4 separate regions of the Mus musculus genome follow, and all the other regions are linked to region 1. A link is a contact called in public ChIA-PET, HiChIP or PLAC-seq and Micro-C data. All regions are on one chromosome and are shown on one strand. The core of a region is the stretch at or near the end of the contact, and the rest is flanking DNA. Distances in the headings are between cores, read along the strand shown.

What was found. Hi-C and Micro-C count contacts between places; a contact is called where the count stands out from the background. ChIA-PET counts read pairs in DNA pulled down with a chosen protein or histone mark. HiChIP or PLAC-seq counts read pairs in DNA pulled down with a chosen protein or histone mark.
Region 2: a Micro-C map of muscle stem cells shows a contact between it and region 1, with 8 times the contacts expected there. The contact joins the enhancer-like site here to the promoter of Klf13 in region 1. A contact is called at or near these places in 1 of 39 promoter capture datasets (pre-B cells), 1 of 484 Hi-C or Micro-C datasets (muscle stem cells), 4 of 115 datasets of contacts at active chromatin or transcription factors (the SCID.adh cell line, bone marrow-derived macrophages, extraembryonic endoderm stem cells and 1 more) and 2 of 9 other capture datasets (adipose tissue and liver).
Region 3: a contact with region 1 is called in an RNA polymerase II ChIA-PET map of memory CD8 T cells, with 120 read pairs. The contact joins the enhancer-like site here to the promoter of Klf13 in region 1. A contact is called at or near these places in 1 of 39 promoter capture datasets (pre-B cells), 3 of 115 datasets of contacts at active chromatin or transcription factors (bone marrow-derived macrophages, memory CD8 T cells and pancreatic cancer cells) and 1 of 9 other capture datasets (pancreatic islet).
Region 4: a contact with region 1 is called in an H3K4me3 HiChIP or PLAC-seq map of bone marrow-derived macrophages, with 4 times the contacts expected there. The contact joins the enhancer-like site here to the promoter of Klf13 in region 1. A contact is called at or near these places in 8 of 39 promoter capture datasets (the 3T3-L1 cell line, 3T3-L1-derived adipocytes, the C10 cell line and 3 more), 5 of 484 Hi-C or Micro-C datasets (the HL-1 cell line, adipose-derived mesenchymal stem cells, cerebellum and 2 more), 11 of 115 datasets of contacts at active chromatin or transcription factors (DN3 thymocytes, the SCID.adh cell line, bone marrow-derived macrophages and 8 more) and 2 of 9 other capture datasets (liver and macrophages).

The regions. Positions count from the first base shown.
Region 1 is chr7:63,935,466-63,942,469 of GRCm38.p6, reverse strand. Klf13 (Kruppel-like factor 13) reads left to right here and starts at 3,555. Exons shown (of 2, transcript NM_021366.3): 1 at 3,555-4,503. The coding sequence starts at 3,924.
Region 2 is chr7:64,234,544-64,241,369 of GRCm38.p6, reverse strand. It overlaps Trpm1 (transient receptor potential cation channel, subfamily M, member 1), which reads right to left. Exons shown (of 27, transcript NM_001039104.2): 18 at 6,290-6,412; 19 at 5,493-5,624; 20 at 3,586-3,714; 21 at 699-950. Among named protein-coding and RNA genes, the nearest start is that of Mir6416, 12 kb to the left of the region's middle. Within about 2 kb of position 2,034, at least 44 of the 459 cell types and tissues checked have an H3K27ac peak or open chromatin away from gene starts, as enhancers often do. A contact at or near this core is called in muscle stem cells, where this site is marked.
Region 3 is chr7:64,212,716-64,219,584 of GRCm38.p6, reverse strand. It overlaps Trpm1 (transient receptor potential cation channel, subfamily M, member 1), which reads right to left. Exons shown (of 27, transcript NM_001039104.2): 11 at 1,925-2,095; 12 at 343-477. Among named protein-coding and RNA genes, the nearest start is that of Mir211, 10 kb to the right of the region's middle. Within about 2 kb of position 1,699, at least 11 of the 459 cell types and tissues checked have an H3K27ac peak or open chromatin away from gene starts, as enhancers often do. A contact at or near this core is called in bone marrow-derived macrophages and memory CD8 T cells, where this site is marked.
Region 4 is chr7:64,322,866-64,330,059 of GRCm38.p6, reverse strand. It overlaps Mtmr10 (myotubularin related protein 10), which reads right to left. Exons shown (of 16, transcript NM_172742.2): 13 at 3,239-3,408. Among named protein-coding and RNA genes, the nearest start is that of Mtmr10, 39 kb to the right of the region's middle. Within about 2 kb of position 2,884, at least 66 of the 459 cell types and tissues checked have an H3K27ac peak or open chromatin away from gene starts, as enhancers often do. A contact at or near this core is called in the HL-1 cell line, the SCID.adh cell line, bone marrow-derived macrophages and 1 more, where this site is marked.

The DNA.
Region 1 (7,004 bases), core at 2,306-4,805:
GATCTCCTTATGGATGGTTGTGAGCCATCATGTGGTTGCTGGGATTTGAACTCAGTCCCTTTGGAAGAGCAGTCAGTGCTATTAACCGCTAAGCCATCTCTCCAGCCCCCTGGTTGATTCTCTAATTTTCTTCTCTCTTTCCATTTTATGCTTTTGTGGATTCTTTCTGGTTAATGTTCTCTCTCAGTCTTTCCACTGAAGTCTTTGTCATTTATATGCTTGCTACTTTGCTTTAATGCTTCAAGAACTCTTTCTTTTACTCCTAAATATTTCTTCACACATACATTCCCTTTGCAGACTGTGGTATCCTTTTACATTTCCCTGTTGATATTATTGGCTGTATTGTTGATGTTTACTTCTCTCTATATGGCTTGTTTCCTACAACTTAACAAAAATAAAACCAAACAAAAACCAACCCTATTGTGCCTTTGTATTTCCTGATGCAGGGTTTCCTGACATGTCAGCTCAGCTGCCCACTCTTATTTGCCTGGGAAGGACTGAGATGGATCAGAAGTCCTGTGTCAAGTGGCACCTTTCACTGTGGCCTTCTGTGTAGTGTGCTAATTGGATCCTTGAGCAGCTATGGATGTCAGACTGTTTTGATCATTCTCTGTGGCCTGGTTAGCTCAGCCCAAAAGCCTCTTTTAGGCTCCTGGCTCCCTGTGCCATGGAATCCCCGAAAGGGGTGTGTAGGTATCAGTAGGCACATGCGCACTACTGCCTCTGACGCTGGGGACTCATCTGTCTCCTTTAGATAGAGACAGTCTCTCCTCAGGAAGAGGAAGGGGAAGGAAGCTGTGAGGCTACATGGAGCTGGCAGCCGATCTAAACATCTCTCAACAGACTCTAGTACAATCATTTATCATCATTCTTAGTTCAAGTCCCTTTCCCTTCCACATCCAGTGTCACCATTTGTGAACCTTGTGGGGAAACTTTCCTTCCTAGTTCAGGCTTTCATTTTCTTAGGTCTATGGGTACATTTCAGCTTTACTGGCTGCAGCTGCTTCTTCTGCTCTTGTCCATGTTCGTGTCTTACAGTTGAGGTTTCTAGCTTATATCTGAGGTTGTTTCAGAGGTTCCAAATGGAACAACTACCACCGTCACACAAAAAACTTCACCCGTCATTAGTCCTCTTATGGTTCATTTGCTCCCACTTGGTTCACTCTGATCTGTTTTGTTTCAGTTTCTCCTTTTCTTTCCAGCTAAAAGGAAACATCCCTATCTCATTTACCCATACTATTGTTATCAAGATCCTACTAGCACAGAAACATGGACCTAGAGCTATGAGATATTTACTGGAGAGTAGAGCTGTACCCCTAGGATATTTCTATCTGGGTTTGGGACAAGAAAGGCCTCAATTTTGAGACCCCAATCATTTTGTACTTGGTGAGTGAACTGGTAAGAAACCACTCAAGGTAATGCCTCTTGTATATAATATCCAAAGGAGAAAACCCTTTGGGAGACCATCAGGAAGAAAGCTTGGATGGGGTATGTCAGAAGGGTTGATTGATGCAGTTCTATCCTAGAAACCTATAATGTAGGAGTCCAGTGAATATGTATGTCCCAGGAAGGTCCACCGTGGAGGACACCACCAAAAAGTGTTTTTGTTTGTTTGTGTTTTTGTTTTGTTTTTTTGGTTTTTCGAGACAGGGTTTCTCTGTGTAGCTCTGGCTGTCCTGGAACTCCCTTTGTAGACCAGGCTGGCCTTGAACTCAGAAATCCACCTGCCTCTGCCTCCCAAGTGCTGGGATTAAAGGCGTGCGCCACCACGCCCAACCAAAAAGTATTTTATGTACTGCAGAATGCCCCTGGCTGCAGAGGGACAGAAAGACATGCATGGACTGAAAGGCAGTGTAGGGGCCAGCTCTTTCCCAATGAGATGACTGTCTGTGGCATGTGGTGGGAACAGAGGAGCAATCTGAGTCATCACTTGGTCAGGACACAGTCTCTTAAATGCCATCAACATAATCTGCCTGGAACAAAGATGACTACTTTCTGCCAAGTGGAGACCCTCCTACAAAGCCCTGATCCAGCTTCTCCACAAAACAGCAGCCCAATGGTGTGGAAATTCAGGGTGTGTGCTCACACTCGGGGTGTTCAAACGTTAACCTAAAGTTTCACAACTGAAAATTCCAAATTGTTCAGTTTCCTCAATTATCAGAAATCAAAGTCTTTTCTATTTTAGGCTCCCATTTAACTTGGGGAAGAACTTGAAATCAGAGCCATGGTTCTTAATTTTCACCAGTAGTGAGGTGACTGACCCTTCTTTAGCTCACTGGGGTCGACCAACCGGCAGTCGGGTCTCCCTGACTTGGTGGCTGACTTATTTTAAGGTATCATCCACAATGAAAAGGAGAGGCTGCTGATCCTACCCTCACAGGTCAGAGGCCAGTTGCGGCCAAAGTCTTTTGAGTGTGTTAAGATTGGTTCAAAGGCAGTTGGAAGCTACGGGTCTCTCTGATGATGGCCTAGTGTTCAGAGAGGAAAGAACATGAATGTGTGTCTAGACTTTAGAGCAAGGTGGCCTAGTTGGAAGGCCCCGGCAGGACGCAGCGGAGCATTTCCTTCAGAGGCCCAGACAGTGGATGGGTGGGGCGCCCTGGGCGGGGTCCTCGCAGCTGGTGGTGTTTGAAGCCTCCAGGACCGCGGTGGGAGAGGGGCGGCCTGGAGAAGTTGGCAGCAGGCCTGGGGCAGGAAGGGGGAGGAAGGGGCCCCGTGTTCCCTGAACAGCCGCGACCGCAGCCCCAGCACGTAGCTCACTCCCTCAGCATTGGCAGTGGTGGGTCCTGCATCAGCCAGGTTAACATAGGCTCAAGGGCAGTTCGGCCGCGCGGGGGCGGGGCGGCCCCAGTGGTGACAAGGCTCGGGCCAAGGTTGCGTAGAGAACCGGAGCTCAATAGGAGCGGGGTGAGGAGGTGGCTGGAGATGGGCAATGCAAACCCGGCCACCAGAGAACTCCGCTGCGGTGGGGTGAGGCTCGGTAATGTCCCGCCCATAGGCGAGGTCGGCCGCTTAGGTCCCATAGGGACCGATACGCCACCTTGCCCGCACTCCCGGCGGGCGGAGCGACCACAGGGTGTCTTGCTCAGTGTTGCCATCCTCGTGCCACCCACTGCTGCCTGCTCACAAAAGCTCTGGCATGGAAAGGGCCGGCGGGGTTCCCGCTGCGGGAGGCACGCGCCCCAGCCCTGCGCCGCTACACAGCGGCCCGCCACCCTCGGACGTCATGCGTCTGCGCGCCGCGCGCCCGGCTCCGATTTCCGCCCCTCCTCTTGCAGGCCCAGGGGCACGCCCACTGGCGCGCGCAGGTCCCGCGGCCAGTAGAACCCTCTCGAGGACCGGATTGGCTGCATAAAGTACTCAAGAGCCAATGGAGTTCGCGTCTACCACTGGCCACGCCCCTCCTGAGGCGCTCCAGGCTCCCCGCCCCCTTCGTGCGCGCTGCTCCCTGCGGCCGCTGCCGCCTGTAACCTGCGCCGCCAGGATGTGGCTGGGGGCTGACGTCGGGTCCAGATGTGGCCCCGGCCCCGCCCACCCCCGGGGCCGGTCCGCCCACACCGAGCCGCGGCGCGCACGGAGGCTGTCCCGCCTGCCACAATGCACGGTGGAACTGCGACCACAACTTGCAGGGGTCGTGCCTAACGTCGCCTCCGCTCGACGTCCCTAAGACAGGCCGACTCTGACGCCGCACGCGGACCCTCCTTACTGGAGCCCCCCATGCGCTCACCCTCCAGTGCCCGGCCAGGCGGACGCGGAGCCGCGCGGGTGACGGCAGAAGCGGCTACGCGCCCAGCCTAGCCCAGCCCAGCCCAGCCGGAGAAGAGGGCGCGCCGCGCCCCCGCCCCCCGCCGCTCCCGGAGGCCGTGGGTGCGGATGCGCCGCTGACGACTCCTGCGAGAGCACCGCGCGCCCTAGCCCGCAGCATGGCAGCCGCCGCCTATGTGGACCACTTTGCCGCCGAGTGCCTCGTGTCCATGTCCAGCCGCGCAGTCGTGCACGAGCCGCGGGAAGGACCTGAACCCCGGCCCGAGGGCGCGGCCGCCGCCGCCCCCACACTGCCCCGCGTTGACGAGCGCCGCGACGGCAAGGACAGCGCCTCGCTTTTCGTGGTGGCTCGGATCCTAGCGGACCTCAACCAGCAGGCGCCGGCGCCCGCCCCCGCGGAACGCAGAGAAGGGGCCGCTGCGCGCAAGGCGAGGACCCCCTGCCGCCTGCCGCCTGCGCCCCCTGCGCCGCCACCCGGCCCAGAGCCCGCCTCCCCGGGACAAGCAGGCGCGCCGGCCGCGCCCCCCAGCCCCGCGTGGAGCGAGCCGGAGGCGGCATTGGAGCAGGAGCCCGGCCCCGCGGGGAGCGGCGAGCCTGGCCTCAGACAAAGGGGTCGGCGAGGCCGGAGCCGCGCGGACCTCGAGTCCCCGCAGAGGAAGCACAAGTGCCACTACGCGGGCTGCGAGAAAGTTTACGGGAAATCTTCGCACCTCAAGGCGCACCTGAGAACTCACACAGGTCAGTGGGGCGGCGGGGACGCCGCGAACGCGCGGACTAGGGACTGCTTGGGACCGGCCACGCCCCCAGAGCTTCGGGCCCAGCGCTAGAGGGGGCCGGGGCCGAGGGCGGGGAGCCATGAGCTGAGGGCGATCGCAGCCGCGCCCCTGTCCTGGCGCTCTGGCCTCGCGTGACGCTGGCCGTGGCGCTTGGAGCCGGCGCCCTCTCGGCGACCGCGCCCCCATCGGGCACGCCCCCTCCCAGGCTCTTGGGGCGGGGCCGCGGGGGTAGATGTCGTCATCCGGGCTGCGGGCGGCGCGGGCAGGTGCGCTAGAGGTGGTTGGGGGGGGGGGCAGGCGGCGCTCCCTTTTGGGGCGTAGGTGCTCGGGGAGCTGGAGTCTCGCCACCCCTCTTCCCAGGCCTCCGGGCGGGCTCTGGCGAGGGAGGGGCCGGCTGGGGCGGGCGAAGTTCACGCGGGGACAGGGCTCCCTTCAGCCACTCGGCACATTCTTCGTTCTCTTCTTCCTGTAATTTTTCCAGGGCTCTAAGGTTTAATTTGTCGCAACCCGACCCAGCGGCGGCGCTGGCCGACGCGGGGGGCGGTCCCAGTCCTCGCTCCCTACCCCACGGCTCTTTGTGGGAGCCCCAGCCCATCCGGCCGGCGGGGGCGCGCCCGGCCGCAGGGGGCTGCGCTTGCTCTAGGAAGGCGCGCTCCGTTCACTGACCTTTCTGATCCAACTCTCACTTGCTCTTGGGCTGTGTGCAGGCAGGTGGCACCTGTACCAGGGCGGCCGGCCTGAGCCTGAAACCTGGGATGGCGTGAGGTCACTCGCCTCTCTGGTTTCCGGGGACCGCTTCGCAGCTCGACTCTTGGTAGTTGATGTCGAAGTCCGACTTCCCCCCTCCATTTTTGGTGTTAACACAAACATTTAGGGTTGGTTGGGGTTTTTTTGTTGTTGTTTTTTCCTTTTTTGAGCTCACAGAAACTCTTTCGTAACAGTTAACTCTCAAGTTCACTGCAAAAAATACTTAATTCCGTTACTTTGTTACCGGGGTCTGTTCTTTTCGTTGTTGTTGTTGCTAACAGTTAAGTGACCGACCGAGAAGCTCTAGACATGCAAGTCGTGGAGACTAGAGCTCAAGGCCCGTGTGTTCATAATGGAACGAGCCGGAGCTCTAGGCCAGGGAGGTGTCAGAACTTTCTCTATAGAGGCCGGGGGTTGGGGGGGGGGTCCTCAGCCCTTATCTGTGGTCCCTCAAACCACGTGGCAGGTGATGGGATTGAGTGAAGACTGTCATCTCCCGGCATTCGGAGTCGAAATTAATGGTCTGTGAGCCCAGAAGGTGGGTGGGGTTTGTGTAGGGTTCCCAGTTCTGCTCGGGAAAGCCGCTGCTGGGGTGGGTGTGGCCATGGGGGAGGAGCAGAGAGCTTGGTTCAGAACTTGATGGACCAAGAGTGCTGAGTTGGGGCGGGGGTGTTCGGCGAACTATCGAATTGAGAAATCTTGGTGCAGAATATTTCACCGTGGTTTCCCACTTGCAGCACCCGGTAGCCGATCTGGTGAAATGCAGAGGGCTTGCCTGAGGGGAGGGGCTGGATGTCGTGGGCGGGTTGGGTCCAAGATGTTTTTCCTTTTTGGCTCGCTCCTCCTTTCAGTCTCAGTTGGCGTTTAGAAAACGTTTGGGGGCGCTGGGGACCGCATCTTCCGTAATGGAAAGGGAGCCATTCTCTTCGGAGCGCCAGGAAACTCAGAGCAGGTAGAAAGAATAGAGTCGGCCTTCTTTTTAGTGCCAATAGTGTGCTATTCGGTTTGTTTTAAGAGTAGGTAATCGGAGCCGCTCTCCATATGTGCCGAGGGAGGGAGGCTGCACCTCTGGGGTTGTAAGGTTCCAGGCCCTCTTGAGAGCGGGGTTAGGGAGGCCTGTAGATGTCTAGGCTGCATCTTATTTGGTACCCAGGTGAGTCTGATGATGAGAGTTGCCCATTTCAGATGCCTGCTCCTGGGTGGAGTCTGGTTCTGCCTCTAATCCGGGAAGCCCTGGGAAGCCATTGCTAGACCTTGAAGCGCTTAAGTAACTCATGTTCTTAAGAGACAGGGTGTTTCTTGGGCACAGAAAGGATTCAGCAAGATGGTCCCAGGGAGTGACTTAATCTTCTCAGGACTTCCGAGTAGGCTCTGGCTCTGGGGCGGTTTGGTTTGTGGATCTTACTTAGTAGGGTACTGGCTGACTGATGCCTTGCCACATCTGCTCCACCCGAATACCCCCCTCGAGAATAATAGTGGCAGGAGTGATAATTTTCACCGCTTTAGCTAAAGGTAGCCGGCAATTTTCCCAAGCCTCGCTGTGGTTTGGTGGCTTGTGCCTGGCCACTTGGAAAGCTGGGATGTTTAGTGCCTTTCGGAAGACCAAGGGTCCCTAGCAAAGGGTTTCCTCTGGTATGGATGTCCTTTGCAAAGAGCTGCCCCTCCTGCTTAGCTACAAGGTGATGACCCCTCCCTCCCTAGTAGTCTCTTGGACCA
Region 2 (6,826 bases), core at 785-3,284, 300 kb before region 1:
TTCCAAGATGCAGAACAAGTATATAGAGATACAACTGTTGCCGAATTAATTTTTAAATTTAAAATTATTTTATCTTATGTGTATGTGTGCTTTGCCTGCATGTATGTCTATGTAATGTGTATATAGTGCACTCAGAAGCGAGAAGATGGTGTTTGATTCCTGGTACTGGAATTACAGATGGTTGTTAGCCACCATGTGGATGCTGGGAATAGATCCCAGGTCTTCTGGAAGAACAGCCAGTGTTCTTAATCACTCCCCAGCTACCTGCTACTGAACTCTGACTACTTCTAAGAACTTAGGCTCTCTTATGTCCTGGGACTGCAAAGCAGATTCTTAGAAAAGCAAAGGACATTTTCTTTTCTCTTACTATTGAAATATAATCAGTATCGAATCAGAACAAATTTGATAAATGTAGTTATCACACTAAGTTTAAATATGACATGGAAGAAAGAAGATGCCATGTATCAAGTCCCTGGTGCACAGTAAGAGATAAATGTCTATGTAAGGGCATGCATAGGAAATGTGCAACCCATGCCTTCCTGTTGGAGTTTATGAAGATGTCAGCATGCAGGGCAATTGCATGTGTTAAGCCAGCTGCAAAGGAAAGACTGAAACGAAATCAAAGGAAGCCACACCCTAGCTTGGTTTGGTGCTCTAATGCCAAGTTATCTGGTTACTCATGGGGAATTGTTACTAACCATCTTTCCAATCATCATCACATAGGGACCAAGATATTTGTTGACACCAAAGATGTCTAACACTCGGATGTACCAGAGGATGATATCCACACAGTAGATGACCCGACCATAGCCCATGTATGGCTGGCTCTGGAGACGAAGGATGGCCCCAACCATGAACATGGAGATGGCCACGAGGTCTGTGATGTTCCAGTACTCCTGGAGCCACACTTTGATTTTCTGGCTGAGTTTGCCTGGTTCCGACATGAGGATCTACAAGTAAACCCCAAAGAGCAGTAAGCTGAGAGGATCCTATTAGAAACCTTATCATCATTAGATTCTTGGAAAGATAAGAGTGCCAGGACAGTCAGGGCCAGGGCACTGAATTCTGCACATGAATTTTTCTGGCAGAGGGTATATCTAGAGGGGGAAATTCCACAGAATCCTCTGTGTTCTTAGATGCACGGGTTTCATAGACGCAGGAAATGCCTTCCAAATTGTCTCCTTCTGGCTGTAATTAGAGCAGCTGCCTTTTGATTCCCTTTTTAATGATCTGGACTCATGCCTGTTGGCTCACATTCCAGACCTCTACAGAAGGACAGACAACTCTAGAGTAGGGACAAGTTCTCTGTCACCACAGAAGGATGACCCACCTGGCAGAGGATGGCTGGATGGGACTGGGAAACATGGGCTTGCCAAAATTCCTTCTCAAGTTAGACATGAGAAGTCAGGGAAAGTTGAACCAGATTTTCCCCTCCTGTTTGAGATATCCTTTTTTCTGCGTCACCGCTGACTAATAGGACACTTCCACATAGAATAAAGTGGAAACTATTCAGCCAGCAGAGTCATGCATATAAAGTCATGGCAGACACAGCAGAGGCATACAGGGCACAAGGCAGCAATGCCAGGGTACCCCTTCAGCTTTGGAAATCATGGAGAGATCCTGGGATTCCAGGGCCAGTGGAGTGTTGGCTGACTATAAACTAACACAGAAGGGCTCCATGTCTCAGCAAGCCATGTGTACTGGCCGACAGCTGCCCTGTCTCTCCTGTAACTAGTCACAGGATCCAGATCTTGATGGAGGGATAGCAAGTTGGGTCAGTGGGTAAAACACTTACTTGTCATACAAGCCTGGTGACCTGAGTTTGGTTGCCTGAGACCCACGTAAAGGTAGAGAGACAAAAATGGATTCCCAAAATCGTCCTCTGACTCCTACATATGTGTCTCCTCACCTCTGCATCGTACACGTTATATAATGATAAGACAGGCCCTTTGGGAAGTCCTGGATTGTAACAGCCACAGAAATCTAATGGAACCGAGCCAGAGAAGCAATAGGAGTCATGCAAGAGGGTGGGGTAGAGAAGGAATTCCCAGCACTCTTGATTGCTCAGCTGTCATTTGACCAGTGACAGTCATCACACTTACTCTACTGGATGAGCTCAACAGTAAGTACAAAGTAACAGTAATTACGAAGCAACAGTATTGGTTCTATGTCCGTAGGGAAAAGATCGGCAATCAGTACTGTGTGGTTTTTCACTTTAAGCTCCTGTTCTGCCAGGATGAAAACTTGCTGTTTGGGAGTGAATGTAGTTAAGTTCAGACTTGTGGGTGACAGCAGAAGACCCATCCTCAGGGGTGTTTCCTCCGCTTCCTGAAGAAACTGCCTTCTTGGCTAACCCCCACTCCCCCATGTCCCGTGTAGGAGTGTGTCTGTTCTTTTTCAGCACTTCTTTTAGAAACTGGGCCCCTCTGCTTGCAGCAGCTGTTCTGGGCCCCACCCAGGTTCCCTGGAACCTCTCACCAGGTGGGCATGCCACCCATTTGGTGCAGGTGCTCCTGTTAGGCCCACACCTGCCCCATTCTGGGAGGCCTGCCCTTGGGTAATTGGAGTCACTGCTATGCTTGGTGCCGAACAACTGATATGGGTAAGCAACTCCTCTCCCTTCTTTCAGGATTTTTTTCTTTTTCTTTCAGTGGAATTACATTGTGAACAGCCTCTTTCTGAAGCCACGCCTTATTCAGCTCCTTCTCCTATGGCCTCCAGGCCTCTCTTCCATGCACGCTGTGAACAAGAGACCAACTGCGCAAGTGCACAGTGTGACCCAAAGTCCAAAGTTACAGCATAAATGCTATTCCTAGGGCTGGGGAGGAGGATCTATGGGTGAAGTGCTTCTTGGGCAAGCATGAGACCCTGAGTTCGGATGTCTGGAAGTAATGTAACATCTGGATATGGTGGTGTGTGCCTATAGCCCTAGCACTGTGATGAGGGTAGGAATGTTGCAGAGAGCGAGGGATCTAGAGACTTTCCCACCAGCCAGTCTAACTACAACAGTGAGTTTCAGGCTCATTTCAGAGACTCTGCTTCAAACCTGAAGGTAGACAAATGAAGCTAACCTAAGAGAGCATGGGCAAGTCTACCCACATGGATGGGTGCATTCACACAGACGGGCACATGCATTCTCAGGCGCATGTGCAGGCAAGGGTGTGAGTGTGCGTGTGTGGGACACACACACACATGCACACACACACACACACACACACACACATCTTTTAAAAAGTGCAATCTCATGTATCACTCCAGTTTAGCTCTCAGGTCTCAAAAGACAGCCAAAATCTGTGCCCATTTGGAACTATTGGCTCATCTCAAGTAGCTGGCAGCATTTGGTGTAGCTCGTTTACATATTCAAACCTAGTTCTATTATTATGTCATTTATTTTTCCCTGCGTTTTGAACTATGAGTTGAAACTCAGTCAGCGCGAGGGGGTGTATACATCTGAAACAAGCAAATGGAGTGACTGGAGATGGTGACGCCTCCCTGGGAGCCGTCATCTGCACACAACTCTGCATTACTAGCATCGGAAATTGAACTCAGCCATTAGGGGGTGGGACAAGACTTTTCAAGAATCACCTCTCGTATTTTCTCCAATGCAAGGCTCACAATGTAGGAGATGACAATCCATTCTTGGGGTGATGGCCATCCATCCATCCGCACCAGGATGACATAATTGAACAGCAGCAAGTAGCCCAAGTAGGAAATCTGAAGAAGGAAAAGATGGCAGGTGTGTCTCAGGGATGACATTCAGTGCTTCATCTACAAAAGGCTTCTTCCCATAGACTGACCTACTTAGAGGACATCCTTCCTGTGGGTCTATCACTGGTTCGGAAACTGGGGTAGCTTGGGGGTGTCCTACACTTTGGTGCAGTACAGGCTCTGACATAGACAGCCTATGCTCTGCCCAACTATACCTTTGTTATGAAGTTGCAAGGATCATATTTTACAAGGAACCCTTTTTGGTAGTTTGTTGGTATGTCTTTTATATTCTGCGAAAATGGCAAGGGTGACTTAGCACTCCTGTCTCACCCAACTTGCTCTTAAATTCCTGCGTTGTAGATGGACAACTGAGAAGCTAGGAGAGGCCATGTGGACGAATTCTCAGCGAAGGGTCACAGTGCTGACCTAAGAGTCCCTGCCCCCCACTCCCCAATTTCCAGTGACAGGTCTGTGATATTCTGTGGCCACAACAAATTATTGTTTTGACAAGGAAAGGGGTAGGATTGGGGTGGGGGAAGAGTTGAGGCACATGGGGAAAGAGCGCGTCTGGAGGGAGGTTCTTTGTAGCTGGCTCTCCAGAATGGCGTTTTGCCCAAACTACTCTGGGCATGACTCTGGGACTGCTCCAATCTGTTCTTGTGTCCTGTCCTGCTCTTGCAACTAGTGAGCCTCATTTTCAAAGGAGTATAGACAGACCCAAGCCTGGAAAATGACCTGCTGTTTCCAAGCACATCTGTTTGGTGAGGGCTTTGGAGAAGACAGTCTTCCGTTAACTCTGAGTGTGTTTATGATCTGGGTTCAGCCTTGCTATTGTTTCTATTGGAAATGCTCCCATTGGCCCATGTGTTAAATGCTTTGTTCCCAGCCTGTGGTGCAGCCTTTAAGAGCTGGGGCCCAGAAGGAGGTCAGTGGGGGCGGGCCTTCTGAGGCAATATTGGGATTGAGCACCTTCTGTTTACTTTCCTTTGTTCCACAGCTGTGGGAAGTGTGGTTCTGCTCTGCCACAGACTCCCAGCTATGGTGCGCCACCTTACCACAGGTCCAAGAACACCAGGACCAACTGACAGGGACTGAAACATCAGTACCATGAGCAGAAGGAACCCTGTTCTCTTTACGGGCTGATCAGTATTAAAGTGATAGAAAATATCCATGTCAAGTTAGTGGGGAAAAGGGATCTGTGACTCTGCTCTTTAATTCATTAGTCATTTTAATGTTTAAAAATGTTTAAAAACATTTTCTTACATTTATTTGAAAAATCATTCTGTCTGTGGGTGTTTTGGCTGTATGTATGTCTAAGTACCATGTGCCTGGCATCGGTGGATGCTCAGGGACTGCAGTTACAGACAGTTGTGAGTCACCATGTAGATGCTGGGAATTGAACCCAGGAACTCTAGAAGGGCAGACAGTGCTTTTAACTATTGATCCATCTATCCAGCCCCCCATTTTGTCTATCTTAAAACCAAACAAAACTTCCCTAAATTTTGATTACTAAAAGCATTTTAAAAATCCTTTCAGCATATAGAATATGGCTATTTTGCTTCAGGAAATCATGGGGGGCCTCGGATAGCCAATACCCTTACATACATAAAATATGTATGACAATGTATTGTGATCTAATTATAAAGCTCTCAGCTGGTCCTAGTTTTGATTTTAGCTCAATGAACTTTTGGACACCTTTTGAAACTTTAGAAGTTTTTCTTGATCCCATTGTAGTTCTCAGTATTCCCCACATGACCAAGGGCAATCGTCAGGGAGGGCCTTACTGTGTAAAACCAGAACTTGACAATGGGCGCATTATAGAATTCACAGATCTTTGTTCCAATGGGAATGCTCCTCTGCTTTTTGTGCTCATTCTCCTCATCCCCCTTTCTCGAGCCAGCATCTGCATTTGCATCCTGGAAAACAGCACAGTATATGGCAGGCGGGCTGCAGGTGGGAATAGGCCATCTCCAACACCTGGCAGGTGGCCTACAGGTGGGACTAGGCCATCTCCAACACCTGGCAGGTGGCCTGCAAGTGGGAATGAGCCATCTCCAACACCTGGCAGGCGGGCTGCAGGTGGGAATAGGCTATCTCCAACACCTGGCAGGCGGGCTGCAGGTGGGAATAGGCCATCTCCAACACCTGGCAGGCGGGCTGCAGGTGGAAATAGGCCATCTCCAACACCTGGCAGGTGGCCTACAGGTGGGACTAGGCCATCTCCAACACCTGGCAGGTGGCCTGCAAGTGGGATTAGGCCATCTCCAACACCTGGCAGGTGGCCTGCAGGTGGGAATGAGCCATCTCCAACACCTGGCAGGTGGCCTGCAAGTGGGAATGAGCCATCTCCAACACCTGGCAGGTGGCCTGCAAGTGGGATTAGGCCATCTCCAACACCTGGCAGGTGGCCTGCAGGTGGGATTAGGCCATTCCCAACACATGGCAGGTGGACCTTTCCAGCACAAAGTGGACTTAACAAGGGAAAACTCTCCAAGTGCCCCTGTTAGCAAGCTTTCTAAATGGTAAACCAAATCTTAACACTGAAAGTGAGAGCCACGCGACCCTCTTGGGTGTCACTGACCACATTCTCTTCTTCCTTTTCTTTGCCATCTTCGTTCTCCTTGGATGTTTGATAGGAGAAGTCATCATATGTACGGAATTCCAAAAACAAGATGGTGGGTGGGATAAGGATCCCCATGATGACCTATGAGAGGAGGAACAAACCAAGGTTTAAGCTGTGGTGTGATTCTAGGAAAATATAGTCTCTGTTGGTTACTTGTGTGTGTGTGTGTGTGTGTGCTGTGACAACATACCTAAGAAAGCAAGTTCTAGGAGGAAAGACTTGTTTTAACTCATCGTAGTGGAGAGGGAAGAGGAGGGCAAAGCAGCTCACATCCTGGCCAGGGGGGGGATTCCCCCACCCCCCACCATGGGCCAGCATTTTGGGCTTTCTCTCCTTTCTCTTTTATATCACCCATTGGTAGCCTATGAACCGGTGCTAACCACATTTTGGGCAGGTCTCTTGAATTAATCCTTCCTGGATATGCACTCCTAGTGGACCCAGAGGGTACTCTACCGATTCACCAGCCATTGATACCAAAACCTGTGGATACTTATG
Region 3 (6,869 bases), core at 450-2,949, 280 kb before region 1:
AGTCGTGATGTTCAGTGGGCTGGGACCATCAAGTACATTGTCATCTTAGGATACTTTAGAGATGGCTTTATAAAGATGTGAGCCCACTGCACAGCGAGGATCATCTGTCCACTGCAGCTGGAAGGACTGGCTGTCTGGTATGGCATAGTTGCTAAGAATATGATGAATGCACACTGTCCAGGAGCAAGTGAGAAGGAGATGACTCTCACTACATATGTGTCTTCTGGCTGAAGCTGCCCCAGTCTATACTCTGCCCCCCACTTTTGGGGGGAATAATATGCATCAATGATGAGCATATTCGCGGTGCTAGCTCGCCTCCACCCTTCCTCCCGGGATGCTCACGGTGTTGTATAGCTCCTCCAGCCTCGGGATGGTGAGGAAATGCTGCATGTTCACTCCGTTTTCAATCAGGAGCTTTACAAAGTCCACCCGATCTAGGACAAGAGCATCCAGCATGGCTTGCTCCAGGGCATTCACCTGCAGGAAATCCAGAAGGGAGACCATGAGTGGCCTCCCAGAAGACTCCAGGCATGAGACCTTAGGACATCCCATGGAAAGTTCCGGAATGTTTTGATATTTTGTTTGTTTGCTTTGTGCACGTGCGTGCATGCATGTGTGTGTTGGGGGCATGTTTTGTTAACCTGGTGCTGGAAATTGAGCCCATGGCCTCACATATGACTGTCAAGAGCTGCACTAAGGGCCTGCACGACAGTCTGTGGTTCCCAAGGTTGTTTCCTTTGAATAACCATGCCTTAACCTTCTCCCCTCTGCTTTCAGTTTGGTCCCCTCATGCTCTGTCAAAGTTTGTAAGGGATTCTATCTTTTAAAAATGAGTCAAAGAGCCAGGCGTGGTGGCGCACACCTTTAATCCCAGCACTTGGGAGGCAGAGGCAGGCGAATTTCTGAGTTTGAGGCCAACATGGTCTACAGAGTGAGTTCCAGGACAGCCAGGGCTACACAGAGAAACCCTGTCTCGAAAAACAAAACAAAACAAAACAAAACAAAACAAAACAAAACAAAACGACAACAACAAAAAGAGTCAAAGAGGCCATGGAGTTGGCTCAGAAGTTACAAGCACTTCTTGTGCTTGAGGAGGACCCAGGTTCAATTCTCAGGGCTAACATGTTAGTTCACAACCTCCCTGCTAACTCCCATCCCAGGGGACCCAGTGCCTTTTTTTGACTTCTGTAGGGATTAGGTGTATGTACATGGTGGTGCACATACACATATGCAGGCAAAATACTTACACATGTAAAATAGTAAAAATGAATCTAAACAAATTTCTAATGAATTAAAGATAGCCATCCCAGCGTTTGCCCTGCTAAGTTTCTCTCTGCTGTTTCCTTGACTGGGGAGCATTTTTGGCAGTGGTCAGACCATGTGGGCATGTCATAGTCCACTAGGGTGCCGTTGGGTGAGTGATGACCACACGCTCCTATTTATGGAACCAAGGTACCACTCTGAAAGGAAGTTCTGGTCATTTACTCAGTAGTAGCTCTCTCTGCTTGGCAGACATGCAGACATTTGGGGCAGGAAAATATGGGAAACAAACCACATATTTAGAATTCATGCCACAAAACCCTTTTGAAGTGGTAGTGTAGAAAGGAGTGATAGGTGGTTAGCAGTAGCTAGCCTCCGGCTTGGGAGGCTGGAGCCATCATGCATGTTTTCCAGGTCTCCCTCTGCAGTGGCAAGCATATGCCACAGGGACAACCACTCCTCCTTACGAAACAGCTGTGACCACCGACGGCTACATTGAAGTGAACACACTATTGCCATGAAGTATTGACATTAACCCATCTGTCCCCCATCCCGGCAGGGATGAAGCAAAGGTAACAAGGGAGTCTCTTCCGGAGAACTTGGGGAATGCCAGTCCAGAACTCTGAAGACACACGGGCAAGGACACGAGCACGTGAGCACACACCCAGTTGAGCAGCTCAAGCTTCCGGGGGTCCGTCTCTTCCTCCACTTCCTCTTTCACTTTGCCTTTCTTCTTGCCTTTTCCTTTTCCTCTCCCCTTGGTGGTGGCTGTGGGTGGCTTCTTTTCCTTCTCTGTGGCTTTGGTGTCCACAGGAGGGGCCAGGCTTCCCAGTGGCTGCAATCCACAACAAGCATATTGGGAAAAGGTACCAAGACCACCCCCCACTCATTTTAAGATATGCACAGGGACACCCTGAACTCTATGTGCATGTGTGCATACACACACACACACACACACACACACACACACACACACGAATAGTACAGATGCACGTACACATTGTAAGGTACACATTCCTATTCCTGCAAACAATGCCTCAGTGTGCACGTGGTGAAGTTATGCATCCATGGTTAATGCTATGAACATATACATAAGTATTCACACATGCACACACCCAAGACACATATGCACCAGCACACACAGGCATACACACATGTACACACACAGTCAACTGTGGCCTGGCAGTCTGATGAAGAAGATCTTGATACTGTGAACCACTGTTCCTGATGGGCACAAAGAGTTAGTTGGCCTAATATGTATATTTGAAGCAAATAACATATTGATTGATGGGTATATTTTAAGGAAAGGATGCTGAAACACAAACTAAAAGGTACCAGAGGTGTGCTGATAGTCCTCTAATGATGGGAGAATGTGACTGTGAATGGGTCAGAGGCAAAAGATATAATGCAAGTTGCTATTTCGGGAGAAATGTGAGCTAGAGATTATTATGGCTAAAACAGCTCTGGCAGGTACCTTAGAGCTGTGTAATGTGGTGGTGGATGGAGGCTTCAGGAGCCCATAGAGTATAGTGATAGATGGAGACTTCAGGGACATATGCATGTGGTGATGGATGGAGGCTTCAGGGGCACATGCATGTGATGATGGATGGAGACTTCAGGGACACATGCATGTGGTGATGGATGGAGACTTCAGGGACACATGCATGTGGTGATGAATGGAGACTTCAAGGGCACATGCATGTGGTGATGGATAGAAGGAGGTTTCAGGAACACATGCATGTGGTGATGGATAGAGGCTTCAGGGACACATGTGGTGATGGATGGAGACTTCAAGGACACATGCATTTGGTGATGGATAGAGGGAGGCTTCAGGAGCACATGCATGTGGTGATGGAGGGAGGGAGGCTTCAGGAGCCTTGAGGACACTTACAGTGTGGTGATGAACTGGAAGTTTCAAGGGCTCAATGTAGTACAGTGACAGACGGAAGGCCTCAAGGACTGAGGGTGCTCACTCAGTGGAATAGGAGGGAGAAAGAAGTGGGCCTGATCCCCTGGTAAGTGTGGGATGAGGGGCCTGTCATGGTAACACAGCCAGTGTCAGAACCACTGGACCCTCTGCTGACAGCCTCTCCCTACTGCCTTCCTCCCATCAGGCTCTGCTGGTGGGTTGTCCACGACACACTCCCTCCTCTTCTTCCTCTGCTTGCTTTGATGCATCTTTCTGCTTATCTAATGCTCTGGCGTTGATCACCAGCGACAATACTGATGCCCACATCAAGGGCATCACCCAGCTCCCTTCATGTCACATCCTTAGGTCATCTGACTCAATAGCCGCATCTTCCCTTAGGCATCTCTCCCAGGTTCCTGGGCACCACAAGCTCCAGGTTTTCTTTTCTGTGTGGTCAGTGCTTCTCAATGCCAAGGCTGGGCTCTGCCCTTAGCCTGCTTCACTTTCATTTTGTTCTCTCCATCAGCAGCCTCACTGATGCTCACACCACCCACCGCTCTCACCCATGCTCACACCACGGGTCTTTATTTACTGATGAGCAATCTTCCCTGCCCAGTTTCAGCCCACTCTCCTTCCCAGAGTTCCTCTGGTGAACTTGGCATATGCGTGTCTCAGAGACTCCTTACTTCTGTATCAGTCAGCTTTCTGCTGTTACAGTGAAATACCAGGAGCTTGATACTGCATATCGAGCCTAGAGTTTTGGGGGCTGAGACTCCAAGTAACATGGGGCCAGCTCTACCCTGGACCTCTTTGCTGTATCACAAACATGGGGAAAGGCGTAGGAACAGCTACAGCCTGGAAAAAATGACAGAGAGAGAGAGAGAGAGAGAGAGAGAGAAGGGAAGGGAAGGGAAGGGAAGGGAAGGGAAGGGAAGGGAAGGGAAGGGAAGGGAAGGGAAGGGAAGGGAAGGGAAGGGAAGGGAAGGGAAGGGAAGGGAAGGGAAGGGAAGGGAAGGGAAGGGAAGGGAAGGGAAGGGAAGAGTGATAATGTTGATACTGCCAGAAGAGTAAAGGCAGCCTATAGCACAGTGGCTCTCATCCTTCCTAGTGCTGCACCCTTTTAACATAGCTCCTCATATTGTGGTGACCCCCCAGGCCATAAAATTATTTTGTTGCTACTTCATGAGTGTAATTTTGCTACTGCCATGGATCAGAATGTAAATATCTGCTATGCAGGATGTCTGATACATGACCTCCAAAGAGGTCATGATCCACAGGCAGAGAACCGCTGCTATAGGACAAGGGAATATATGGCAAGTCAGAAATATGAAAAGGGATTATCAGACTGTATACAGAACTCCTAAAACTCAACAACAAAACACCCAATTCAAAAATAAGCAAAACACTTGAATAGCTGTTTCTCCAAAGAATTTCACAAGTGGACGGCACAGATGCTTACCAGCATGAAGTAAACACAAATAAAAGCCAGCTGAGATGCCATCCTAACCCACTGGGATGGCTGTTATGGTAAAACAGCAATATAAAACAACAGAAAATAACACACGTTTCTGAGAAGGCAGAATGTTTACACTCTGGGTGCAGATGTAAAATTATGAAAGTGTTATGGAAAAGATCTTGGTAGCTGCCAAAAATTTAGACACAGAATTATCACTTAATTATGAGTTATGACAGAAGTCCACCTCTGGATATATTCCCAAAGGAATTTATGGCAAGACTCAAATGGACACTTGCACACCCACATCCATAGTGATGCTACTCATGACGGCTAGGATTCATTGATGGCTGGATGGAGAAGCAGTGTGGACACACACAGGGTAGGGCTTCCCCCCCCTCCCCCTCCCCCTCCCTCTCATTTCAAGACAGGGTCTCTCACTGTGTAACCCTACAGGCCTGGAACTCACTTTGTAGAACAGACTAGTCTCAAACTCATAGTGTTCCATCTGCTTCTGTCTTCCACCTGCTGGGATTTAAGGTGTACACCAGCCACCACAGGATAACAGGATAGCAGATACTTACTGTTGCATTAAAAACAAAAATGCCTTCTGTGAACCCTGGCATTCAGTCCCGGATTGTATTTGCAGGACTCAGAAACACATATCCTGGCTTTCAGCCTTCCCCTGAGTCACCCTGTTCTCGCTTTGTATTCCAACCATAACGTTCCCACCTCCCTGCACTTGTTTTGCCTGTTCCTTTCTTGCCTCTGCTGGTTTCAGTTGCCCTTCCCCCTGCAGGGAAGGTTCTCGATCCTCATGGCCCAGCAGCCAGCATCTACCTGTCAATCACCCAGTGTCTACTCAGCAGTGTCTTTCCTGGAATCCCATCACAAATTAGCACCCTCTATGCGCTATCCATTTTCTACACGTTGGAATCCAATAATTATCTGTTTTTTCATTCCACGCCAGCCTCCTTCTGTCTTCAACCTCCCACCTTCACGTCTGCCCCAATGAAGACTTCATCAAAGGCTCTTGTGAGTCAATTCTATTAACTTCTGTGTCCCCAGCACATGAAACGAGGGCGCCAGACACAAGACGCAACGGTCAACCAACATTTCCTAAATTAGTGAATAAAAATACACAGTTTTGAAAACACATGGAGCAAGTGTGCAGAGGCAGCCTATCTCCCTGCCGTAGCTCTGGCCTTGCTGTTGTTGGGTGTAGAGAAGGCACTACATGTGTGGCTGGTATGAGAAGAGATCTTCTAGTTGCTCAAATGAGCTCACCTCTTGGGCTTCCTGGCTACCTTCCAGGATGCCTAGAGCACTGTGGGTAACCTCAGAAGAAGAGCTTGTAGCCCAGGCTGGCAGAGCCTACACTTCGGAAGAAGGGCCTCAGTAGCTGTCAGGAAGAGGGCAGCTGATGGCTGAATATAGCTATCATACACTTGAGATGTGGATGCTCCACATTAGAGCTGTCATAATAGGTTAAAATGGAATATTATGGAGGAATCCCAGAGAAGAGGTAAAGAGTGGTAGCCTAGAAAGAAGCCAGGTATTGATGGTCTTTGCTTCAACCACAAGGAAAATCAGGTGGATGATACAATTGGAGTCTTACAAAATGTGATATGGTTGTGACATGGTAGACTAAGCATAGCAAAGTAAAAAATAACAAGGAACAGAATCCCCACCCTACTTACCTCACCGCTACCCCTGGGCACCACCTGCCTGGCCCTTTGAGCTGTGGAATTGTGTGTGTGGGGGGGGGGGTGTAGTCGGAGGTGTGCATGACAGAACCTGTGGGGATTTCTGCACATGGGTTAACAGGGGTGAAATGAGTCTGTTTCTGGGCCAGAGTGTGTGTAGAGCCAGCAGCACAGGCAGGTGATCGTCATCTGTGCTGTGCAGGTGAGACCACACCCAACACAGGGTATTTACATTGTAGGTGCCACACCCTTAAAAGGATGTGGGTTGCAATGGACCGCATCCACAAGGAGGAAACTTTCCTTTGAACTTCAAATATGGATTGAGCAATTATTGCTGGAAATAGTGTCTCTGGCATTCCTTTGGGATCCTTATGTGTCTTTCTAGCCCATTACAAGCCTTATAGTCTAGTTTATGCTCTAATTTTCAGAGCAAAGAAGTTGCTTTGATGGAAGGAGTGGCTGAAGGATGTCCTAGTCACTTAGCACGCATGCTATGTGTGCTAAGGGTATTGATGACATTTGCTTTAGCCACGAGGAAAAC
Region 4 (7,194 bases), core at 1,635-4,134, 390 kb before region 1:
GGGGGTAGTCAGGTTAAAAACCCCAAGGCCCACCCTAGTGACTCACCTATCAAGTGAGGATCTACCTCATAAAGGTTCCATTATAAATTAAAAAAAACAACCTGTTGTTCAGGGACGGAGTTCAAACATATAAACCTAAAAGGGCCATTTTTATATTCATGCTGTAACAAAGGGTTATGCCATCCATAATTGTTGTATTGGGATCAGTACTTATGTCCAGTAATGTTGGCTTTGTATAACTCCGGAATCTGATGCATGCATGTTTATAACTGTTAAATGTTTTTATTAATCGTTCATTTCGTGAAGTCTCATAACTAATTTTGGAGTCTGCTGTGTTGGGTGTGAGCATGGCTCGTTCTGCTTCCTTACTGACTCGATTTGCTTGAAGTATCCTTTTCTATCCTTCTACTGCCTGTGAGGTATATTTACTGCAGCTGGTAAATACTCGGGTCTTGGTTTTTAATCTAACACTCTGACAGTTTGCGTCTTTCAGTTAGAGACTTGAAATGTTAAAACGCTAGAGTTACTATTCATAAATATGAACTGGCTCCTGTCATTTGTTATAACTCTGGATTCAGTCTTATCTGCTTATCAAACCCTCTAGTGAGACATATTGTTTCCTGGTTGTTTTCTCGTCCTCCTCAGTGTCTAGGATTCCTTTCTGTGCCCTTTGCTGAGACTCCTTAATGGATTTTAATTAACTTAGTTAATTAAGCTTATGATGAAAGGTCTTTATTTCTCTTTTGATTATGAAGCATAACTTTGCTGGTATCAATAACCTGGGTTTATAGTTTTGTTTGTTTGGGGGGGGGGGGTATTTGAGTTTCTGCTTAGAAATCCGCTGCTATTACAATAGGCTGCAACCTTCAAGAGTCTTTTTTATTTTCCTATACGCTTACTATTAGAAACTACCTTACTGTGGGGCTAGGGAGATGATCCAGTGATTAAAAGCATTTGCTGCATTTGCTGGTCGGTTTCTGTCAGCCTGGGACAAGAGAACCTCAATTCAGAAACTGCCTCCATTGGACTGGCCCGTGGGTGTCTGTGGAGCATCTTGAAATTAACTGTCATTATAGGAGAGCTCAGCCCACTGTGGACATCCCACCCCTAGGCCAGTCCTATCCCATCCTGTGTTATATAGAAAACAGCTGAGCAAACCATGGGAAGCAAGCCAATAGGCAACATTCCTCCATACTTTTTACCTTGACTTCTCTCAGTGACCAACCGTCCTCTAGAAGTATAAGGGGAAATAGACCCTTTCCTCCCCAAATTGCTTTTGTTTATGGTATTTATCACAGAAACAGAGAAGCAAACACCATTCTAGTAGAGGACCCACATTTAATGCCCTGTACCAATGTCAGGTGATTTCACAGGGACCTCTAACTCCAGTTCTAGGAGAGTCTAGTTCTAATGCCCTTTCTTGGCTGCCACAGGCACTGCATGTGTGCGCGCGCGCGCGCGCGCACACACACACACACACACACACACACACACACACACACACACACTTTAAAGCTGTATTGTGATAGCTGGGGATACTTTTTTAGTCATAAGTGCTTGAGATTCTAAAATCCCCAGTATCTGGATGTCCATCTCCCAACTTGGGAGGTTTTCTGCTATTATTTTACTCAGTAGTCTCTGGCTCATATCTCTTTTCATTCTTCTATGTCCATGACTCTTAAGTTGTTTTGTTTGTTTGGTTGGTTAGTTGGTCTTTTAAGACTGGGGTTTCAAGACAGGGTTTCTCTGTGTAGCCCTGGCTATTCTGGAACTCACTCTGTAGACCAGGCTGGCCTTGAACTCAGAGATATCTGCCTCTGTCTCTATGGCATGCACCACCATGTCCAGCTTTTAAACTGTTTGGTTGTTTTAAATTATATTCCAAAAATACTGCATGTACTATGCCTGCTTTTAAAAACTTACTGTTTGAATGTTTCAGTTCATTCCTCTATTACAATTTCACATCCTGGTAATCTGTTTTCACTTGATGCTTGATATTGGCGAGGCTTCCAACAAAGTTTATTCAATTTATTGTTTCATTTTTCTAAAATTCAATATTTTTGGAGACACTTGAATTCCTCTTTCACATCCTGAGTTGTCTTTGTTGCTGTTGTTACATCTAGCTGTTCATCTGTACTCTCTTCCAATACATTCTGGTCTTCAACCCTCTCCTTGATTCCACTGATCATCCGTATAATCATTCTTTTGAAGTCATTATCATCCGCTCAGTTACTGTGGACTTACACAGTGGATGGCCCTGCTGCTCTGCTTTCTCCTGTTTCCTGTGCTTCTACATAGGACTGAGTGGGACACTGGCCATGTGTTCTTTCAGCTGAAATACTCACCATGGTGCAGACACACTAGGTTTGACTTTCTGACAACTGGGCTGCAGTGCAGCTTGGTAGCCACTCGACCATGTGTTTAAGGTGCAGGGATGAGGGAACAAACTGCAACACACCCTACAGGCAACTGGCTTGAAGAGAAGTTGTTGGCTCTATTCTCTAAGATGCAGAGGATAGGGGGTCATCTTTGTATCTACGGTAATCTTCTACATCAATGTGGATTCTAATCTATTAGTTAGGCTTTAATAAAGCTACAATGTGTTAAATCAATACTGAAAAATTAAAGAGGCCCTTGTCATTTTCACAATGGTAAAAATTTATCTCATACATATTTGAAAGGTGCTAGTTTGGGGGTCTATGAAATGGCTCAGTGTAACTGCACTTACCACATGAACATGAAGACTTGATTTTGACCCCAAAAATCTCATGAAGAATGAGAACTGAGTTCTTAAAGTTGTCCTCCGACCTCTACAGGCATGTCCTGGCATGCCCTAATTGTCAGATTATAGGTGCTTCCACTAGGCTCCTCCCAGGGCTTACAACACCAACCACCACCACCAGGTGGCAGGCTTCCCATAAAGGGATTGCCAGGCACTCCAGCCCCCAATCTCTCTGTACCCAGTTTTTCTCTCTCCCCTCCCCTCTTTCTGTCCTCTGTGCCCCATCCTCTTCTCTACCCTTATGGCTCTGCTCTCATCTGTCTGCCTCTACCCCTTCTCTAGGTCCTCACTCCCCCTTCCTTCTCCCAATAGTGTAATTCCTCAGGGCATACCTTAGCATGGGCCCAACATATCTCCTTGCCACACTATATTTCATAACACTAATCATCACACATACACACACACACAAATAAACAAACTTTTGAAAAGTGCTAGGAAAGCAACAGGACTAGTTACCTCTTTCTCTGACCTCTTCAAGTGGTTGCATCTGTCTAGGAACTGATAGCCCGCCATGACCCACTCCTTCTGTATCAGACTCTGAAATCCAGTAATTGTCCTGAAGTATGGATCCATCATCACTTGAATGAGAGAAGCCACCAGACAACTCAAGTCTCTGCCTTCCTCCTCTGTCAATAAAATGGAAAGAAAATGAAGACCAAGAGAAATCCTGAATGTAAGTTAGGTAATTCAACATTCTATACTTTAAATTGCCTTCAAAATAGTCTATGTAAGAAAATTTAGTGGATTCCAGCAGCTCTCAAATATAATAAACTTATTTTTTACAAGTCATGTTCTATATTTATTGGAAATCTATATGAACCAAGAGAAGTATCAGAGCAAGTCATCAGTAAGTAAAAACTAAACACAATATTTATGCTAATTCACTCCACCACACTGAAGATGCCATTCCACCCTGATGCACTGACCGTGGGGCTCAGTAGCAAATGCACTCTCATATGTCACTATTGGCAGATAACAGCAGTTCACTGCACACATTTTTTCTTGTTTATTCTTCTCTCATGTAATATATCCCAACCAGTTTTCCCTCCGTTCTCCTGTCCTGGCCACCCCTCCTTCGTTCATCCACTCTTCCTTTCCTTTAGAAAAGAGCATGCCTCCCAGGGATATCCACCAAACATTTCATATCAAGTTGCAAGAAGATGAGGCATCTCTCCTCACACGAAGGCTGGACGAGGCCACCCAGTAGGAGGGAAAGGGTCCAACGGCAGGCAGAGCAGTGCTCACATCTTTTACTTCTCATAGTTTAGGGTAGAATGTATTTCTAGGATGCATTCTGCTCTTGTTTTGTCAAGGATAGTAAATAAAACACCGTCTTCTACTGGGCAGTGGGGGTGCATGTCTTTAATCCCAGCTCTCAAGAGGCAGAGGCAGGTGGATTCCTATGAGTTTGAGGCCAGTCTGTTCTACAAAGCGGTTCCAGGACAGCCAGGGTTATACAGAGAAACAAACAAACAAAAGAAGACAACCCACACACTGTCTCTCCAGAGAGAACGTCCTTCACGTGCCAATGACTCAGAAGTGAATGATGGCGCGGAACTGTCTCCATCACGTGAAAAGGTAGTAAGCACTTCCTTCCTGCCCTTTACAGCTAGTTTCCGTTTCTCCACAGATCTTTGTTTTTTGAGACAAGGTGTCAGTGTAATCCATACAGGCCTCAGATTTGCAATAAAGCCAAGGGTGGCAATGAACCTTCTATATCTATGTCTCTAGTGCTAATATCACAGTTGTGCATCTTGTCATGCAGCTATTGTCCTTTTAAATGAGTTTAGAATTACCTTCACATCAAAACCAGGTAAAATGATGAGAAAACTATCAACTGACAGCCTTTGCAAATACAAATGTAATACTCATTAATAAAATATTAATAAGACAAATTACTATGAAAAATCCAGGAATTTTTCCCCAGAAAGCAAAATTGCTTTAGCATTTGACAAAAAAATAGTATAATTATAAAATAAAATGTAATAATATTATCTAGAGGCAAACTACCATCTGATATACTTCTATATTTATTCTTAATTTAAAAAAAAAAAAACTCCTAGCAAACTAGGAATTAAAGGAAAGCATATCAGAGGCTTCTCCCAACCCCTACAACTAATACCCCATGCATAATGGTTGAAGACTGAATGCTTTCCCCCTGAAATCAGAAATGAAACAAATATGTCTCCATCAATACTTCTACAGCATGCTGTACAAGAGGCTGAGTCAGAACAATTAGACAAAGGAAAGGAAATAAAAGGCAAAAGTATCAAAGAGATTTAAAAACTGTACTTGTCATTAGTTGTAATCCCTGTATGTTAAAGATCAAGGATGGGGAAGAGAGGGATGGCCCAGCGAGTAAAGTGCTTGCCATGCATGGAGGAGGACTTGCATCAGACCCACAGCACCCACATAAAAAGCTGAGTAAGCACCTATGAGCCCAGTGCTGGGTGGATCCCTGGAGCTCACTGGCTAACCAGGCTAACCAAATATATGAGCTCCAGGTTCAATGAAGGGCACTGTCAAAAAAGGAGGCGGAGAGTGATGGACAATGACATTTAATGTTGATCTCTGGCCTCTACACACATGAACATGCACATAACATACCACACATATACCAGAAAAAATGTTTGAGTTCAGAAAATAACTACCAAAATAAAAGAGTAAGCTCACAAGAACTCTCTCTCTAAAATAATGAGTATAGAATAAACCTGAAACTGCAGTTAAGAAAACACTGTAATCACAGAAACATAAGAATACATTAAGGATACTCAAGAGATTTAATACACTCCGCCTAAACCTTGTGCAGTAAAACTTGCAACCACTGCTAACAAATGAAGGAAGATCAGAGTAAATGGGGAGGCATTCCCTTCACAGTTTGGAGGACTCCATAGACATATCCTCTCTAAACTGATCTGTAACCGACACAGTCATATACACACTCCAGTGGGCCTTTTTTTAACACTAGAAATTACATGGAAATATAAGTAACCCAGAGTAGTTGGAACAGTTTCAAAGACAATGTTGTGTAGTTAAAAGTCTCAACTTTAAAGCTTGCTGAACAAGGATGGTACTCAAGATAATGTGGTAGTAGCATAAAGAACTGACATAGCTCAACCGAGTAAAATAGTTAAAATAAACTTTGCCATTTACATTCAGTGATTTTCATTAAAACAAGGCAATTTAATGGAGAAATAAAAGTCTTTTCAAGGGTCTGGAGAGATGACTCAGCAGTTAAGAGCACTGACTGCTCTTCCGAAGGTCCTGATTTCAAATCCCAGCAACCACATGGTGGCTCTCATAATGAGATCTGATGCCCTCTTCTGGGGTGTCTGAAGACAGCTAAAGTGTTCTTACATACAATAAATAAATAAATCTTTGGGCCAGAGTATGCAGGGCTGGAGCAAGCAGGGCTGGAGAGAAGAAAAAGTGTCTGAAGACAGCTACAGTGTACTTACAGATAAATAAATAAACCTTAAAAAAAGTCTTTTCACATAATATCCACATAAAAGAGATAATTCAACCTCTTACCTTCTCTCTCTGTCTCTTATCTTTCTCTCTGTCACACACACACACACACACACACACACACACAAATTCATTCAAAATAGATCAAAGGACTAAATTCTAAGAGCTAAAATTATATAAACATTCTATAAAATAAAACATAAGGAAATGTCCCTCTGTGACCTTGAGTTGGGCAAATAGTTCTTAAATATGATAAAGAAAAATATGATCCGTTAAAATGGAGATATTATACTTCAAAAAAATTAAATTAGTGTTTCAAAAGACAAAAGAATGAACAGACAGGATGCTGTAGGAGAAAATGCTCGTGGATCGTGTAGGATTAAGAGAGTGTGCATCCAGAATGCATATCTAAGTCTTAGAACTCAACAGCAGGTGAAACACCATAGAGAAACGTAAAGGAAAAGCACACTGACGTGCACCCTTCACCTGTGCCTGAGCGGGGCGCGCTAGCCAACAGAGCTGTAAGGGTGTGGACGCCAGCATCCTCATCCACGCTGAGAAGGAAAATGTGGGCCAGCTGTAACTAGTCTGTCAGGTGAAGATAGTCTAAAGAGACACTTGTATCTCTAGATCTGAGTATCAGACCCCAGAGAAACGGGGATTCCCCAGGAATCTTGTACCGGGGAGGAAAAGGTGCTAGTCAGAGGGTGAGCTTGTTTCCCAGGGAGAGACTTGAGAGTACTAACAACTGGTCAGACACTGAACAGGATGGGACTGAGACTCAGACAGTGCTGGGTGGGAGCACACCTTGACTGGACGGCTTAGCTGTGCACGCCCTCTATTAAACACTGATCTATCTCACCTCGGGACTCAGTCCGATGGACTTGAGGGATTTTTGCTGGATCTCTGTCCCTCTTCCCAATATGGTCACACTGAATAAGCCC